2 separate regions of the Mus musculus genome follow, and region 1 is linked to region 2. The links are chromatin contacts, called in public ChIA-PET maps. All regions are on one chromosome and are shown on one strand. Each heading gives the region's core, a stretch centred on a gene start, on an enhancer-like site or on the middle of the called end of the contact. The rest is flanking DNA. Distances are from core to core; before and after follow the strand shown. Region 1 overlaps Nrp1 (neuropilin 1). Region 2 overlaps A930035F09Rik (a long non-coding RNA gene).

Region 1 (2,700 bases), core at 59-2,558, 210 kb before region 2:
CCTTGCCAAAAAAACCAAAACCAACCAACCAACCAACCAACCAAACAAACAAACAAACAAAAAACCCCCACCTTCCTGAATACTCAGGGGGCTCTAGAAGTTCCTATCTCTCTTTCTAGAGAAAGGAGGAGACTGCAAGTAGCTGAGACAGCAGAAAATGATTAATGGGTCCTGAAAACATAACACCTGTGCCCATTACATCTAGGCCTAGTTGAGGTCTGACCTCAGCCTTCTCTGCTGTGACATAATCTTCATCCCTTCCTGGTTGATAACATTCCTGGACAGGACTCAGAGGTTCTTTGTTATCAGGTAAAGGAAGTTTAGAGAGAACCTGCCTGTATTTTCTGAGCTCTCTGTCCTATGCCAGAAATTCCAAGGAGGCACACTTGGGAGTGGCATTTACCCGATTTGGGTCTCTCTCTCTCTCTCTCTCTCTCTCTCTCTCTCTCTCTCTCTCTCTCTCTCTCTCTCTGTTCTCTGTATCTGGAACTCACCAACTGACTATGCTGGCTAGCCAGTGAGCTTAGGGGACCCACATGTCTCCACTTCTCAGCTGCCATACTGACTGTGTACATGGATTTGGGGGAGGGGATTTAACAGACCTTCTTGCTTGCATAATGAGTACTTTACACACTCAGCCACCACCCAAGCCTCCTGAATCAGGACTCTTAATAGAACAGAGAAGCAGGAAGTGAACCTATTCCTTTAGAAATGGCTTTAGACGTGCTAAAGGGAAAAACAAAGATGGTCTAAGTGTCATTTCTCAGGAATCTTAAAGTATAACCAGCTGTTACAGAAGTTGATGATTTAATGGGATGTTTTAAAATGATACAATCACTGTATCTGTGATTCTGTATCACTTATTTGAGAAAACTGGAGGAAGATAACATAGGAAGAGAATCTGCTACCTCTTGGTATAAACACACACACACACACACACACACACACACACACACACACACAGAGAGAGAGAGAGAGAGAGAGAGAGAGAGAGAGAGAGAGAGAAGGTATCATTTATATTAGATACCATATTTCAGTCAACACCCCAGTTATAGGTTCCTGATTATGCTCAAACTTGGTCCTCTTAAAGAGGATGAATTAAATCCATAAAGAAGAAAGAATTAACTTCCTTTTTTGATGCTTGGGTTAGAAACAAGGCATTCTCTGCACTAGGGAAGGGCTCTCCCCCTAATCGTTAGCCTCAATTTAGAGATAGTTTAATGGAATCCAAAAGCTACATATCAAGACCTTGGTTTAAACCGAAAGTAGAAATCTGTTTGCTTAAGGAGTACCACCAGCTGAAGGCAGAGATCAAAGGTCTTTTTACTTTAGAAGTCAACAGCAGTCTCGGTTACTAGGGACATTCCAGTGGTTGGTTGAATTACAATGTGTATTGGTACCTCTCAGTCCCAGCATACCCTCACCCTGTGTGTGTGTGTGTGTGTGTGTTTATCTATATGTGTGTATGTGTATATGAGTCTGTGTATGTGTGTGTATGTGTGTGTATGTGTGTATATGCATGTGTATGTGTAAGTGTGTGTATGTGTGTGTATGTATATGCATATGTATATGCACATGTAAATGTATGTATGAATGTGTATGTATATATGAGTGTGTGTGTTTATGGAGGCCAGAGGACAACTTGAGGTACTATTCTCTCAGGCATCATTTACTTCTTTTTTTTGTTTTGATTTTTAACAGTGTCTTTTGTGGTATACAGATCAGCATCCTAATAGCACCTCTATCTGGGAAGAGGCCCAAGGGATCCATCTGCCTCCGCCTCCTCGACTGCTAGGACTACAAGTGCATACCACCACAACTGACTTTTTCATGTGGGTTGATCAAATTTAGGTCCTCATGCTTGCAAGGTAAGCACTTTACCTCCAGAGCCATCTTTAGAGCCATTATACATCTTTTATATATGAAGAAACAAAGTCACAGAGTAGTTAAGGAACTTGCTCATAGCACAGCCAGGATTCAAAGCTAGAGTGGCTTAGTAGCCATATCACTAAGATGCTCCTGTATCAGAAATCAAGTAGTACAATCTCTTCATTTTAGTTTGCTTTTGAGGGGAGAGGGTCTTCTTATGGTACCCAGGACTGATTACAGTTCCTCTGCCTTGGCTTCCTGTGTAGCTGAGATGTCTTCTGCACCCAGCTTCTAATCTCTTCACTACTAGGTAAGAACACCAAGTTCCAAGAAAAGTCTGTACTCAGGAATCATGTTGATATTCACTGATGTGCCTACAATTTGAATCAAACTGGCAACAAGATAGAGTGGCCAACTCAGCCATGCCAAGCAGAGTGGGAACACATCCAATGGGCTCAGCGTCCTAACACAGCAGAATATGTGAGTATCCCGTACATAATGTGCCATGACTAGAGGAAACATGTAGGAAGAGACAGACAAACAACTAAGGGCTCTGGGTTCTTGAAGTAAATTAACTGGCCTTTTAAACCTTAAAAAAAAACAAAACAAAAAAAAAAAAAAACAGTAGAAATCCAACATGTCAACACTAGAGCTTAATTAATTTCCTTTTTTAAAAGAATACATTTGCTATCAAGGTCCTGACTCTTGATAGATCTGCAAGTGCTGTGAGTAATTGAGAATCTGACATATAGTATTGTTAGACCCAATTAAGTTGTTGTCATCGAGATGCTAATTGTAATGAAAACACCATTACTATACAGACAAGTCCTG
Region 2 (2,700 bases), core at 91-2,590:
GTGCCACTACTTGGGGGACTTTTCATATTCAAGCCACAATGTGTTTAACATGAATTCAACACGATCCAGTAGTACAAGACTGAAAGAAATAAAATAAAATGGAGATGAGCTAAAAGGGAAACTCACTGGAAAACAGGGAATGAGGCAAAGAAGCTCGTTGTACACCAAAGACAGTCTAAGACTGTGTGAGCACTGGGTCCAGTTCATATTCAAGAAAGAGAATCTCACAGCCCCCAGGCCCCACCTAGTTTCCCTCCGTCTTCTCCAGACACCGTGTCCACAACAGTACAGGCAAAGGTGTCTCCTCCATAGTCAGCTTCTGCATACTCCCTTTCCACCACACAGAGAAATAAAATGTATGTCTAATTGGCTTTCTAATAACGCTAATTAGCTCAGGCCTTTGTGATCCATAAAGAACAGAGGGTGCTTCCATCTTCCTATCACACTGCTGGGGCTGCTGGGGCTGCTGGGGCTGCTGGGGCTGCTGGGGCTGCTGGGGCTGCTGGGGCTGCTGGGGCTGCTGGGGCTGAGCCTCACGCTGCTCCTTGCTGTCTTAGAAGAGACTTTGAAACTGCTTCAGTGAAAAATCTCTATTTTGCTACTGCATATTCAAACCCAAGGTGTTAAGCAGTGAAAGCGGTTATGACAGAGTTCTAAGGGATGTTCTAGAAGGAAGGGCTATATTAAAACAGGAAGCAGTCTCTAGAATAGCATGGAGTTGTAATAATTGGACAGCATTGGCCATTTCTACCCATCTTTGTACTGTCCAGCTCTGGGAGGAACCAAAGAGAAAGTCTGCTTTTGTCTGTATCTGAAATGTCTCTGGGCCCATGGATTGAAGGTTAGATCACCCCTTGAGAGGTGGTCAGAAATGAAGATGAGAAAAGTAGTAGGAAGTCTTCTAGCTGTTAGGGGTGCACCCTTTAAGGAAAATATAGGGCCTCTGCCCTTTATCTTGTTCATTTCCTGGCCACACAGGGAGCTGATCTGCTCTTGGTACTTTCCAAGCTACAGCTCTGAAGCAACAAGACAAAGTGATCAGGCACAGAAGCCAACAAAACCGGGCCATACATGAACATGGCAAGCACCTGAGATAGTAAGAGAAAGCCCTTCTACAGTGCCACAAAGGGGCCAATGAGTTTTCGAACAGAGGAAACAGGGACTTCTGTGGAACCCAGCAGGCTTTTCCACCAGAAACATTACTGCAAACACCATATTGAAGAGACTCGGGTGCAAGGACGAGGACTCAAAGAGTCCAGTGTCACGTACTTACAGTAGGCACCAAGCCAGCTCCCTCACTTAACTTTAGACAAATCACTCCCTGGTCCTCAAGTCCTGCCATTAAATAAACAGAATGGCGCTTTACAGTTTGTATGAATACTCCCTGTGAAGCAGCCGAGACAGGTTTCCTCTGCTCCTGCCTTTACCTGGGCTAGGAAATGGCCCATGTTATCCCCACAGTAGTTTCTGTAACACAGTATTTCCTTAAAGCTATTCTAGGGCTGCCCACTTCCCATTTCCTGTCTAAGGTCAGGAAGTGTTCTTAAAGAAATAGCAGTGATCACATCTTGTGACATGCTTGTTGTGATTCAAAATAACCAGTGTTTAGAAACCATGTATTTACGACTTAGCAACAAAATAAGTCTTTGTTGTATATAAATAAACAGTTCTGGAAGAGGATATGGTACAGTTTGTATGAGTGTGTGTGTGTGTGTGTGTGTGTTAACCTATAATTCCAATATGCTACAATGCAGAGAATCTCTGAATTGTAAGGAAGAACTGACATAGAGCTGTGGTATTGGGGCCAGCCACTCATATCAGGGGCAGCATGGAGTTTAAGAAAAGAATGATGAGCTAAAAAATAAAAGATAGGCATATTATGAAATACTAATTTTATTTAAAAGGAAGGTCCTATACATATTGTGAGATGATTGAGAAGTGAGAAACCAATCTGGGAATCTAAAAGAAAAACAATCCCCCATGGATAGAACACATCTGGGGCTGGGAACATGAGAAACTGAGAAAATAAGACATTTTTGTTACTAAAATCTTAGGTTCCCAGGAGTGAAGAGATAAGCGGGAGAGCTGGTGGTGGGGAGGTAAGGTTCTCCACAGTTCCAGCAGGAAATTACTTTAGGCTAAACTAGAGACACTGCGGGAAGTGAGAAAGAAAACGCTCTGTTTGTGGGATTGCTGTTCAGGAAGTGGAGTGGGGAGCCCCTTGGGAATGAACAGGGACTGAGGAGGAAGTGTAATAATGGATGATTGCTGCTCCTGAGCCTGGGAAGAGGGGAGGTGCTACTGACAGCTGAGAAGGGATCAGAGGAAACAAACAGGGTTCACATTTAGGTTGTTTGTTTGATAGATGTTTGGACTGTTTATGTGACAATAAATAATCAAAAGCGAAGCTTTGAGGGATGGCACTTCTAGGAAGCAAGAGGCTGAGGGGATAGCTGCCAGTTGACTCTGACTGCTCCATCAGCTCTGAAGAAATGCCTTCAGTGTGTCCCCCACATCGGGTCTTCTGCATATGTCCAGGCTGATCAGAGCTTTTGGATGATTCGTGAAGCTTGGGGCATCTGTTGATTCTAACGTCATGGAATGAGGGGAGGGGCTGGGAGTGTGGGTCAGTAGATAGAGTGTATGCAGGAAGCCCTGGGGTTCCACCCCCAGCACCCCACCAATCCCCTAGCATGGTGG

What was found. ChIA-PET counts read pairs in DNA pulled down with a chosen protein or histone mark.
Region 1: an RNA polymerase II ChIA-PET map of memory CD8 T cells shows a contact between it and region 2, with 6 read pairs. The contact joins two enhancer-like sites. A contact is called at or near these places in 1 of 484 Hi-C or Micro-C datasets (embryonic stem cells) and 2 of 115 datasets of contacts at active chromatin or transcription factors (memory CD8 T cells and pancreatic cancer cells).

The regions. Positions count from the first base shown.
Region 1 is chr8:128,472,704-128,475,403 of GRCm38.p6, reverse strand. The region is part of intron 9 of Nrp1 (neuropilin 1); the gene reads right to left. Gm32643 (a long non-coding RNA gene) reads left to right here. Exons shown (of 7, transcript XR_003947627.1): 2 at 1,721-1,868; 3 at 2,180-2,349. Among named protein-coding and RNA genes, the nearest start is that of Gm32643, 19 kb to the left of the region's middle. Within about 2 kb of position 1,308, at least 32 of the 459 cell types and tissues checked have an H3K27ac peak or open chromatin away from gene starts, as enhancers often do. A contact at or near this core is called in memory CD8 T cells, where this site is marked.
Region 2 is chr8:128,266,996-128,269,695 of GRCm38.p6, reverse strand. All of the region lies in intron 1 of A930035F09Rik (a long non-coding RNA gene), which reads left to right. Among named protein-coding and RNA genes, the nearest start is that of Mir21c, 9.9 kb to the left of the region's middle. Within about 2 kb of position 1,340, at least 28 of the 459 cell types and tissues checked have an H3K27ac peak or open chromatin away from gene starts, as enhancers often do. A contact at or near this core is called in memory CD8 T cells, where this site is marked.